Linked DNA regions of Xenopus laevis: region 2 is linked to region 1. Evidence: chromatin contacts called from public Hi-C data. All regions are on one chromosome and are shown on one strand. The core of a region is the stretch at or near the end of the contact, and the rest is flanking DNA. Distances in the headings are between cores, read along the strand shown.

Region 1 (6,795 bases), core at 2,941-5,440:
CACTGAACACAATTTCATCAGATTTTAGTTGTTTGGTCTTCCTTTGGTGCATGACATGTGTAAGGGCTAATAATTTAGCTTCCCCTCTAAAGAACAAGGAAAAGCTTATAAAGAGTTAATTTTTATTCACAGGCATACCTCCAGTGGTGTCATCCATTCATTTAAGTCCTGTCTATCTCAAGCCCTTTTACAGATCCTAAGCGCGGTTGTAGAAAAAAAACCACTGAGTTGATTACATGGAGATACGCATCAGCCACCACCGCTCCCTGACAAAGACCAAGACCCTGGTGTATGCACAGTAGTTTGATTCGGCAGGCAGCACATGCATATTAAGAATTATTTGTGAGCACGCTTAGAAATACGAGAGAAGGAGCTCAGGTCAAGGGGTGATTTAATTTTGGTGCAGGTGCACATTGTTAGGAGTGGCCATTATTATGACATCACACTCTGGAACTTGGTGGTCGCGACCGAAGATGAATGGGCAAAATTATCAGAGGGTGCAGGAGGATTTCTGTAAACAGTTTAGCAAAAGGAACTTAGCAATTCAGATACACCAAGGGGGGTGCTACAACAAAATAGATTTTTGGGATAAGCCTTTTCTTGTCCTTTAAGAGAATAGTCCCCTAATGTTTGGCTAGCTATGTGGACCTTATTAATGTTTTGACACCTAAAAGGGAAGTAAGCACTTTCTCTCTGGGTCAAAGCAGTGTGTAAGAATATATAAATGTATACACGCATATTGGCTTTATTTTGTTATATACCTTGGCAGGCAGGAAGGTTGCAGTGGAACCTAGACAGGTCAGGTCTAGAAAGTGATAGATTATTCTCTTTAATAAATCACTCTGTGAGTGATAGCTAGATTAGGTTATTTAGCATGGGCAGTGCAAGCTCCACCGAGGAGTGTGAGTGAGATTAGATTCCCGGGTAATCATTGGCCAGAATTAGGAATTACGTTTTTAGAACCAGGGAGTAGAGGAGTACCCTTGGGGTTCCACTTAGGCTATGGCCTGAAAGCTGGGAGTGCTGTTTGTCCTCTTTTGCTTACCCTGCAGGGATACATACTAACCATTGGTGTTGTGACTATATGCCTATCAACAAATGTTCTATGTTCCTGTTTTATTCTCATAACACCTATGTGGACTTGGTTTAATAAATCACTTCTATGGTTTAATAAATTAGTTATATGGTTACATTAAGAGCCACTGATAGCCAATTATTTTGTTTTGCACTACAGTTGTAGTTTCACAACACCCTGCCTCCATCCTGTTGCGAGGGCTCACTCCTGAATGTAAAAGCAGAAATATGGTAAAGCTCATAGCTTAGCCTTTCTAACTATAGTCTTACACATGTATAGGGGTTCCGATAGGGTACATTTCATATAGAACTCACAGTTTATGGCAGTAGTAACAGTAGTAAAAGTGATTTCAGCCAGTTTAATTTAGCCAGAGTTTGTTCTTTGCATAGTTTAGGCCCTCTATGGAGGCCTAAGGAAGTGAGTGTGATGGGGTGAAGGGCAGCCTAAAGATTCATCAATGTGAAATTCATATTAGCTCTCTTAGATATCCCTTGGGCTACTATAAATATATTTTGATATACGTATCTATATCTCTTAGTTATTACTAAGGCAGGCCTCACCAAATATTTCACTGTAAGGGGCGAGCAGAACTCAAAAAGTCCAAAGACCTTTGCATTACTATGCACAAATACAATCACTCGTGTATAGCTATAAAGGCCTGGGTTCTTATGGAGGAAAAAAGATTGCAAGAAACAGTCTAGCAGGGCTGGAACTAGGGGTAGACAGAAGAGGGTACTCGGCAGGTACCTCTTATGCCTTAAGATTGGACTCAGACTGGAGCAGGTGTTATTGCAAGTCTTACTGTAAGAGAACAGGGAAGAAGCAACATAAATAACAGGATATAGATGAAGAAGGAATCAACCTAATGAATCCACAGAAAAGGCAATTGTGAAGGGTGTCAGATTGGTAAACAGACAAGCTTGGGAACCAGAATTGTTCAATTGATATACAAATATAGCATTCATTATCTGGAAAGCCGGAACCAAAATGCTCAGAGATACAGGAAGTCATCTACCATAGACTCCATTATAATCAAATATTTCACATTTAATAATGAAACTGTACTATGTACTGAATACCAACCAAGATATAATTAATATTATTGGAGGCAGAACAATCATATCATAATGTTTCAATGATTTTAAGCAAACCCCTTATCTGGAAAGCCCCAGCTCTCAAGCATTCAGGATAACAGGTTCCATTTATCAAAAATGGGCTAAATTGCCCATGGGCAGTTACCAATGGCATCCAATCAAATTATTGCATTCACTGTTCTACCCATGGGCAAATTTGCCCAGTGTTGATAGATGAGCAGCAATGGTTTTTTTTGTACTTACTACCTGCAGGGCTGTTATCTTTATCTTTAAAATGTTTCTATACCCACAATTGCTTCTATTCCCACCATTGTTTCTAGTGCTAGTATGAATAATTAATATATTTGCTTCACACATGGTTAATTCGTATTGACTCATGTTTATCACAGATGGTTTTGTGGGCACCTGGGGTTCTTCCAGGAAGCACCATGGAGCGATCCTCTTCCTGCTTCTTCTTTCTTCTCATGGCTGCGCATGTGCAGTACAGCGAAGAGCCAAACTTTAACGAAAAAGCCAGCTATTTAGTTCTACTGCGCATGTGTCTGCCCCGGGAAATTTGAAGAGTGAAGAAGCTGGAAGAGGATTGCTCCATGGTGTCCACTGGAAGAACCCTGGTATTCCCCATGGTTCTTCAATAAGATATAGATATGTTCATTTTTCAGATGGGGTTGTCCATCTTCCAACGCTGTTTTCAATTCAGTTGGTTTCAGATAGTTCACCAGAAATAACGACTTTTTCCAATTACTTTCTATTTTCTGTGTGACTGTTTCTAATACTGAAGTGTAAAGTTTAATTTTTCAACTTCTAAAGAAGCTCTGGGAGGGGGGGGGGTAGTAGACTCTGTAAACTGATCTACTGTAAATTGATACATTTAGTTGATACATTTCTTATCTTTGGCCCTGCTGAGCAGAATCCCCTAGTTTCATTAAAGGCAGCTGTTATAATTGATACAATAGTTGCCTCACATCGGCACGTGTGCATTAGCGCAGGCGACTTTTCATTGTAGCTTATGGGAAAAAACACTGAGGCAGTTCAAGGGGATAGTCGCTCAGAAGACGAAGCGATTAGTCGCCAGGCGACAAAATCTCCCTGAATCTCCTCGTGTGAACTAACCCTAAGGCATTTTTTGGAGATTTATGGGTAGCGTAGATTTGTGGGTGACAAATCTTATTGTCTACAATTACCTTTACACATATGGCTTCTGAAGTGTATATTTCCTAATTTATGTAAAAGGGAATGTATAATACTTTGATCTTTGTTGTAAACATGTGCCCAAATCCAGTGGTGTAACTAGATATTACTTACCTCACAGTAAATTATTTTCAGGCCCCCAGAATGTCTAGAGATTGACTTGTTTACTTGAAATTGTTTATGAATACAATATATTTAGGACCTCGTGGAGCCCCTGTACCTCCTGGGCCCCCCTGCAGTTGCATGGTCTGCTTCCTTTGTAGTTATGTCCCTGCCCAAATCCCTGTTTGCTTATGATATACCAGTATAAAAAATAGAAAGCCTATAGATGCAAAGATCAGATTGTTCGAATTCTCGAACGATCGGACTTCCACATCTCCCGACCTGCCACTAACCTTTCAGATCAAATAAAGTAGTAGAAGAACAGATCAGCCGATGTTCTGCCCCTGACAGCAATCGTACAAAAGATATGTTCCGACAAAGCTGGTAAAATCCCTCTGAAAATCGTCCGATTTAGTCCAGTGGCAATTATCTTGACTAAATATACTTATCTATAGTACAGAGCCTAGGAAAATATTATTTAATACATCTTTAAGATATGTTGTTCAAATACAGTTTGGGAGTACTATACTCACACACAATTTAGCCTCTAATAATTATTTGGTAAGTGTGACCCTCTGGGGCGTATCTGTAGAGAATTCCTTAAACCTTAACTTAAGGTATCACACTGGGAGGTCTATGAAGACAAAAAGTGTTTAACCAGTAGATCTCAAGTGCCTGAGCGAGACAGAGACTTCCCTCTCTGAAAGCTGATAATTACATAAGAGTCTGGGGGGAGAGCACAGCTAGTGGTAGTATAACAGAGAACCCAGGAGATCCTGTAGGACAAACAGGCTTTTGTGTGTAGTAGAACTGATGTTTAGCATTTTGGTTGAGTATTCCTTAACTGCTTTTTATGAAAAGGTACAAGTGTAGTACATGCAAAAAAAAAACATTTTGTTTCTACCATAAATATTATACACTCAAGTTTAACTTCACTGTCTTCAAAATTAGTTAATTTTGCTTTAGATTTAAAGAGGGTATTTATGTTAAAACAAGCTACAAAGAGTACACATACAATGCACTGAGAAAATCTTTATGTAGACATAATTTACACTGATTGCTAATTAATGTGTAATGGGTAACATATATTGTATAAAAGATATTATTGCATAGAACACAATGTAATGTTTATCAAAATATGTTGGCCCATTGATTAAGATGATTTGATATGTGTAATGCATGCAAATTCATATGTTCATTACACTTTTGTCTGTGTCTCAGCCATATCAGTCACTACAGCATTCTTCTGCTGTTTGAAAAAAACATCAGAAGTATTAACTTATCTTTATATATACCTCATAAATGTAATAGCATATTATCAGTGTGCTGAAAGTAAATCAATTATACCACCTAGAAACACTTAATGCTAAAAGTGCTGTAAGTGTAAAACCACATCAGTGTGTGTAAGTATGCTTATAATTATAACCTAGGGGTACTGGAACATAAGGAGTTTAGTTGCCCATAAATCTTACTGCTTCCACAGTGAAACCCACAGTAATAACAGAAGAGGAGTGGGGCAATTTGGGACATTAAAGGACGATTCAGGACAGCAAGCTGTGGGATTAAAAATTGGGACAGTTGGGAGGTATATGAAAATACTAGAGCTCTCCACAGTCCCCCACAATTAAATTCCTTAACTATTTATATATTTCTATGGGTTTTTAAAGGAGTAGATTTATCTTAATGGTAAAGTCTAAATTTCACTCATTGGTAGGTTTGCCACCTTTTGGTAGGGGCAATACTGACTAGCTGGAGAAAAGGGCCTGCACAAAAAGTGTCCTAATACAGAACCAAATGGAAACATCATTTCCATACTCATATTTTAAAAATATTTTTTTACGGCATCATCTGTGACTAAAAAGTGGGTACATTCAGTTGTCTTACTCTGGTTAAAATCCTGGATTCCACCTAAATAAGACCTAAACAATCTAGCAGAAAAATGCAGATATGAGAACCATAAACGCTGACTGTGTTTACCAACAGTTACTACATTTTAATAAGAGTAAAACATCCAATGCTTAGACACAATCAAAAGTCATACTTTCCCTTTAAATCAATAGCCAGCTCTAATAGCAGGACTGCAAAAATCAATTTACACCACAGGATGGTGCAAGAGGAACAGAAATCAGGTTGTGCCCTGGTTCATAAGTAAGAAAAACTTCCTTTGCATCATTTGAAGATTATTTACAAATTGTATTACCTATGTAATCACTAGTTATTTTATGGATACTGCTCTCAAAAAAGCCTTTGTCTGTATGAAAAAATGTAGCACTGTGTCTGTGAGTATGTAGAACTACTTATTTGAAATATGGAGAAAATATTGAGTTTGTAAGTTTGCTTACCTGTGAATTATAGAGATTTTAACCATGAAGCAACAGCTTCTCTCTAGGGATGTAGCGAACGTCGGAAAAAAAGTTCGCGAACATATTCGCGAACTTGCGCAAAAATGCGAGCGGTTCGCGAACGGTTCGCGAACCCCATAGACTTCAATGGGAAGGCGAACTTTAACATCTAGAAAAGACATTTCTGGCCAGAAAAATGATTTTAAAGTTGTTTAAAGGGTGCAACGACCTGGACAGTGGCATGCCAGAGGGGGATCAAGGGCAAAAATGTATCTGAAAAATCTGCCTGTGTGTGCTTGGAAGAGATAGTGTAGGGGGAGAGCTGTTAGTGATTTCAGGGACAGATGATAGTAAGTTTGCTGGCTAGTAATCTGCTTGATACTGCTCTGTATTGGAGGGACAGAAGTCTGCAGGGATTTGAGGGACATTTTAGCTTAGGTAGCTTTGCTGGCTAGTAATCTACTGTTCTCTTTAAACAACTGCCATACGTTGACCTTGTAGGCATTGTTTGGTGTTTTTTCTGGAGACGGTAATATTATGGATATTTAGACAGAATGTGAACAAGGTCACACAGCTCGATGGCGGGTTGAAGAGAAAACAGTGTGCAAATAATGCCTACAAGGCCAACGTATACACTACTACAGCGGTGGATACGGATTACGTAAAATATATTATGGCTGCTTGAAAAAAGTGACTCCGGTGTTTTTTCTGGAGACGGTAATATTATGGATATTTAGACAGAATGGGAACAAGGTCACACAGCTCGATGGCGGGTTGAAGAAAACAGTGTGCAAATAATGCCTACAAGGCCAACGTATACACTACTACAGCGGTGGATACGGATTACGTAAAATATATTATGGCTGCTTGAAAAAAGTGACTCCGGTGTTTTTTCTGGAGACGGTAATATTATGGATATTTAGACAGAATGGGAACAAGGTCACACAGCTCGATGGCGGGTTGAAGAAAACAGTGTGCAAATAATGCCTAC
Region 2 (6,795 bases), core at 1,372-3,871, 71 kb after region 1:
TTGATTTCCGACTTTGAGGGTAATTTGGCTAATTGAGCAAAGAGAGCTGTGTTCTCACCTCCTTCTTCTCCCTCACTTTCAGACTCCTCAGAGTCCCTTTCCGTCGCCTCTCTTCTTGCCCCTCTTCCCATCGATTTCTTAGAGACGTCGTCTCTGCCCGTGCTATTTCTCCTAAACATTGGGGCTATGTCTCGTGGAGTAGACTGTAAATTACGCATTAAAGTATTCTCTTTTTCTTTATTTCTGTCTTTTATTTTCTCTTTTGTGCCGGTCTCGCTGCCACCTTTTTGGGGTCTCCCCATGTTTGTCCCTCAGAAAGACACTTAAGGAGCCGGCACTGACTGGTTATGGTTAATCTCGTTGAGATAAGCGAGTATTTACAGCATATGCCTTAGTATATTTCGAATCTGTTCCAGAGACCCGTTTCAGCCGAATATACAAGGAACGATGTGGGGGCTATCTGGTTGCTTTCAACCACTTCTCTTTTCAGAGGTTCCTCCCATCACCAATATTATAGTATAGAAATTATAACGATAGTGTTCCAGCAAGTGAGAGTTAGGGGGTATCTTTATCCCTCCAAAGAAAAAAGCAGTTCTCGCAACAACAGTGTCTGCTTGTGGTTAGTCTCTTTAAATTCTGCAGATATTAACCATTTATTACTTAGTATAAGTTGGATCTAAGCCAAAGTCCAGTATCTGCAATGTATGTGGGAAATATCTTATGACTTTTTAAACAGCTTCCGCTTCTAGGCACTCTTCCCGGGACCAATAATGTATTCTAAGCAGGTACAGTATTACATACATAAATCCAAGTTATGTTGCATACAGTGTGTCTGGCATACATACGAAGCGTCTGGCAGTATCCTGCCACTCCCCCTTGGACGCGCTTCTCCCTTCTTGCCCTCTCAGGCCCTCCGGTTTGTGTCCAGTCCAGACTGCTTCCACCTTTCCACTCCCTTTTACCCTCCAGCTGGCGGGAACAAGGGGTCCGCTGGTCCCACTATCTTCACGCCGTCGCAGGGTTCCTCCGGCTGCCTTATTATCCAGTGGGAGCTCCTCACCTCGCTGCTCTTGTCGAGCAAATGCCCATCTGCTACAGCCGCGATTTTCCGCGGATTTTCGGCAGCTAACCGCCTCCTCCTGCGTTCACTATGGGCTCCCTGACGGCTTCCATACCGCTCGCCACTTCCTCTGCCTCCTCCTTGTGCACGCTGCCGGCTGGCCACTTGCGGCAACAGATACCACTGAGCAGAGGCGGGTGGTGACTCAGAGCCGGCTGCTCCGGTTATCGCTATGTGAGCGGTTCAGCCTGCGCATATGGAGGGCAACAAGTACTTAGTAAGTATACCCCGTTATGCTTATTTCCTGCTTATTCACCCTTCATCCAAGCGGGTCGGGTGTAGCACCTGGAGCTCCAAACTCTCAGAGCTCCGCCATGCTGCTTGCTCGACTCCTCCCCCCGTCACTCGGTAAATTTAATTTCTAGGGTTACAAACACACTATGGGGCACATTTACTAAGGGTCGAATATTGAGGGTTAATTAACCCTCGATATTAGACCATCGAAGTACAATCCTTCGACTTCGAATATCGAAGTCAAAGGATTTACCGCATTTACTTTGATCGAACGATCGAAGGAAAAATCGTTCGATCGAACGATTAAATCCTTCGAATCGAACGATTCGAAGGTTTTTATCCATCGATTGAACGATTTTCCTTCGATTAGAAATTGCTTGGAAAGCTTATGGGGAAGGTCCCCATAGGCTATAATTGGTGCTCGGTAGGTTTTAAGTGGCGAAGTAGGTAGTCAAGTACTTTTAAAGAGACAGTACTTCGACTATCGAATGGTCGAATGGTCGAATAGTCGAACGATTTTTACTTTGAATCGTTCGATTTGAAGTCGAATTTGTAGTCAAAGGTCGAAGTAGCCTTTTCGATGGTCGAAGTACCCAAAAAAAACTTCTATTCTAATTCTTTCATTCTAATCTTTCACTCGAGCTTAGTAAATGTGCCCCTATGTAATGGCATGATCAAAAGACAGATAAAGTCACTGAGCCAGAGGGCCCAAAGCAAATAGCCCAGAAACTGACCCAAGCTGAAGTACCCAGGATACCCTGAAAATCAAAGGAGTTTGTTACATTTACAAAAAACGGCATCCATGATATTTAAAGGGACACTACAAAAGAAATGTATTCAACATGAATAGGCAGCCTTGTCAGTTTCACAAAGGTTTATGTAAAGGCTTCCATATCTGTCATGACAGAATAATCTGCTGCTGAGAATCAATGCAATGCCCTTTAGCAGGTTAATAGAAAGAAATGTACATAGGGGAAACACTTCATCCGTGGTGTGAGTTTGTGGTGTACTGGTTACTGGGTACTACAACAACATTTTCACACACAAATACTGGAACTGTATGTCAGTCTGGACCCCACAGAGTTTTCCATACACTTGGGCCCCCAGTAGTAGCATAAGCTAAAATCTTTCCATCTATAGCTGTAATTGTTTTACTAAAAATCAGCTTGTATTTAAGTCTCATGTTCCTTTACCCACAGTGCTGATTACAATTAATAAGAATACAAAGAGAGGGGTCAGGCAGCAGTCAGTTGAATGCACAGGTTAGATGGCTGACTGCCCAGACAGCTGTGTTGCAGTACAGGACTCTGAGAAGATAAACATGCTGTTGACGTAAGTCAAAGCTTAGAGTAAATGTTAAAACAGTTTAATATAAAGGTACAAGCAAAGCATCAAGCACTCATTTATGAAACAAGTAGAATTTTTTTTTATTCAACATTTTTTTTTGTTACCCAATGCAATGTTTTCCCCAGCATTGCTGTATAAATTATGCCCTTGTATGTTTGTGTACTTGCCAGGTGTGAGCCTAGGGAAAACTTTTGGGGTGCCATGCTGCTTTCAATTTTGCCCCACCCCCCACCTCCATTCCGCAGTGCAGCCCTGATCACCCTTTAAAACTGTACTAAAGGAGATAGGAGGACGGGTTTCTGGTGAACTTGGGCAGAGGGAATAAGTAAGGGTGACTTTCTTCACCAGTAGCATAATCTCAAAATGTGGCCCTGGTGCTTGTTTTGTAAATGATGTTCTAGTTTCATTATGTATTTCAATATGAGCAGTCTGTGCGCAATTAAATTGGTACAATGTGGAGTGCACGGTCATTTTGGTAAAACTAAGGCAGCAATGCCATCTTGCCAATGTATTTCTCCCCACCCCAATATCTTTTCTCCTTCTTGGCCAAACATACTATTTATAAAGGGGAATAAAGGTCCCTTTGAAACCATTCACTATCCAAAGGTCAGTGCAATTGGGCTCTGAATATAGCACTGGTTCTACCATTGTTGGGGCATCCAACACCTGGAACAGAGCGGCGGAGGCTTATAGATAGTAAGTACAGGGCATGCTCATTGTGACCACAAGAACTCTATCTTTGGCATTAATAATACCATGTAATTAAGGGGAATGCATGAAGATGCCCATAGGCTGCTCACATGCCACTTTTTACATGACTGGGCACAATCTATTTTTCACCAGTGCACCATTCATAGGCACAAGGCTTTATGATTGATATTCCAGATGTAAAGATTTGACCTGAGAGTGGTTGGTAGAAAATATGTTACAAGGTGCATCGTGGGCTCCAAAACATGGGCATTTGCAACTTATTTTTGCACTTTACCATTTGTCTGACTTTAGTAAATCAGCCATTTAGGTCTTTCTATACAAATTGTTCATATTGCTAACAATAATCACTCACAATGGTGTTAACAAATAATGCCGCATTTTCTTCCCTATACGTGTAGAGAAAAAAGAAACAGGCAACACTGTTCATGGGGATGCAAACAAAGCAGCAAGTAAAAAACTAAGACAACTGAATAAATATTCTGCATTTGTAGCTTCTTTACAACTGTAATGTCGTTGCTCTTTTTATGTGTAAATGGTTACTCTTACAGTAAATGCTACGTAAATGTTTGGGTGTGTGCATGTTTCTATTTCCTTATTACACAAATGCATGAAAGGGTTATAGAGATTCCTATTTACCAACCCATTAAACGTAACATGTTGTACTGTAACATGTTGTACTGTAACATATATTAAGTCTTCCTGATTTATTAGCTCCTGCACTGGATGGAAAACCAATTGCTTATCACTTGTTTGCTTAAGAATATGGAAAAACACTCAAAAGTTCAGAAGGGTGCATTATGACATATATGCTTTTCATATCACAAAAACTAAAAGTGCATTACATAACATAAGAAAATTGTAAGCACATGCCACCTGCTGGCTAAAAGTGAAAAAAGATCATTATGTGATTATTACACTGTGTGATAGAGAAACATTTTGCTCATTTTTAAAAAATATTCTTGCTGCTGTTTTTTTAAATGTGCATGTTCATTAGTAAGATGTTAGAGGGCAGAGCCCCCGATGAAGTTGGAACTGGAATTACCTACTGGGGATTTGTTGCCGTTCTTCCATAAAGTGACACAGAGAATAAAATCATACCCTTCCATTCCCACCAAAATCATATACAGATATTGGAGGTTTTCTTGTATCTAGACTAGGGCTCCATAGATTGGTTGTAAACATTCTACATTTAGATTTTGCTTATCTCTGTTTGCTAGAACAAGGTTGTCTTGGGCTCCACCCACCTTGCTGGCACATGGAGCTGACTGGTTTTGTTCACTATGAACCTGAATATACTTGCATTCCCACACTAACATACAGCAGTTTTACCATTGTATTATTCTACATGAATAGCACATTTAAAGTAAAACAACAACAATAAATTTTCATGGAAACCTATTTGACAGAATACAATTGTTCTAAACATCTATTCTACCCAATCAGATCAAGGGTGAGAGATCTTTGTGTTCCAGATGTTTCCCAGGTTAATATTCTAATTGGAACAGATTCAATGTACAGTGCTTGTGTTCTTCCAGCCCCCGGGAGTAAATACCATACAAGCTTTCCTGTGTTTCGCCTTATAACACTTACATAAGCTTTTTGAAATAAAAACTGGAAAATCCTTGTCTGGAAAATTCTCACTTAAAATTCAGAATTGTTTACAGAGGTGCATTTATAATTAAAAGGGCCCTGGTCATAATTTTACACAGGGACCCCACTCTGTGTTCCAATTTGCTTCCACATATATGTAGCCAAAATAATACTGATCTCAGTGCCATTTTCTGAGATTTTAAGTTTGCCCATTGCCTTGAGTGAAGTAACTTTATTTGGAGTTTCCCCATCAAATTACTCACCTCAAAGATTCTCCTACTTCAAGACTGTGGGCAGTCACTAAAGTATACAGATGATGACTGTGTCTGAACACAGAATGAGCTGGCTGTAATATGAGACTCGTGGTAGAATGTTCTATCCCCGCAGTGCAAATTGTTATGCTGTGCAGTGTGCCACCTGCCTGTGTGGTACTTACCCTCATGTAGAACTCTCTGCCTTCATTCCCTGACTTAATTTGGAAAATGTAATAAGCTCCAGGGAAGCGGGTGGTGGCCTGCATCTGGAATATGTCTGTAGGAACACTGCGGGTGGACAATAGGTCCATGTGTCTATGGACAATGGTAAAAGGCTGGTCTCTGCAGGCTGTGTTCTCCACAGGACACATGCACCGACTAGAAAAAGACAAAAACTGATTAGTTCAAAAAAAGATCCTTCTCTTCTTGCCTCTTAGTTTGCACCCATGGTCGTCTTTAGGCGGTACCTGTGGTTCAGCTGTATGACTCCCAGTGATTGCTTGGCCCCTGACAAACCACTACTTAAGACTATTAATTATGGCACATGCTATACTTGTACAGGTCCCCAACAGAAAAGTGGTTTTCTGATGGCAGCCTTAGTTCCAGCCATTAACATCTGTCATATATAACCTGTTTTTTCATTCTTTAATAAGTAAAAAGCATGTTGCGGGCTTCTCTGTTGATTTTGGAGCTCAAAGATCCGTGGCTGCCCCCATGAATGCTGTGCTTCCTACATTAGGCAACACTGTATTAATGAGGGGGGGATTGAATGTAAACATCTTCATTCATTCCCCTACCAATAGCCATAACTTGTGAGTCATTCAGACATGCAAGTTAGGGAGTAGAGATGTCGCGAACTGTTCGCCGGCGAACTTGTTCGCGCGAACATCGGGTGTTCGCGCTCGCCGGAAGTTCGCGAACGTCGCGCGACGTTCGCCATTTTGGGTTCGCCATTGTTGGCGCTTTTTTTTGCCCTCTCACCCCAGACCAGCAGGTACATGGCAGCCAATCAGGAAGCTCTCCCCTGGACCACTCCCCTTCCCTATAAAAACCGAAGCCCTGCAGCGTTTTTTCACTCTGCCTGTGTGTGCTGAAGAGATAGTGTAGGGAGAGAGCTGCTGCCTGTTAGTGATTTCAGGGACAGTTGAAAGTTTGCTGGCTAGTAATCGTTTTGATACTGCTCTGTTATTGTAGGGACAGAAGTCTGCAGGGGTTTGAGGGACATTTAAGCTTAGGTAGCTTTGCTGGCTAGTAATCTACCTTCTACTGCAGTGCTCTGTATGTAGCTGCAGTGGGCAGCTGTCCTGCTTCAGATCTCATCTGCTGACTGCTGCAATAACAGTAGTCCTTGTAAGGACTGCTTTTATTTATTTTTTTGTTGTTTTACTACTACTACTACTACTACTACTACTACTACTACTACTACTATAAGAGCCCAGTGCTATTAGTCTAGCAGTGTTGGGGAGTGGGACTGGTGTCCCTGAAATCACTAACAGCTCTCCCCCTACACTATCTCTTCCAAGCACACACAGGCAGATT

Evidence for each region. Hi-C and Micro-C count contacts between places; a contact is called where the count stands out from the background.
Region 2: a contact with region 1 is called in a Hi-C map of the XTC cell line, with 5 times the contacts expected there. The contact joins two enhancer-like sites. A contact is called at or near these places in 2 of 4 Hi-C or Micro-C datasets (the XL177 cell line and the XTC cell line).

What each region holds. Positions count from the first base shown.
Region 1 is chr8L:78,078,366-78,085,160 of Xenopus_laevis_v10.1, forward strand. No RefSeq gene overlaps it. Among protein-coding and RNA genes, the nearest start is that of ppp4r3a.L, 4.8 kb to the left of the region's middle. Within about 2 kb of position 4,191, at least 2 of the 7 cell types and tissues checked have an H3K27ac peak or open chromatin away from gene starts, as enhancers often do.
Region 2 is chr8L:78,151,015-78,157,809 of Xenopus_laevis_v10.1, forward strand. fbln5.L (fibulin-5) reads right to left here. Exons shown (of 11, transcript XM_041573015.1): 10 at 5,439-5,634. Among protein-coding and RNA genes, the nearest start is that of tc2n.L, 27 kb to the left of the region's middle. Within about 2 kb of position 2,622, at least 1 of the 7 cell types and tissues checked has an H3K27ac peak or open chromatin away from gene starts, as enhancers often do.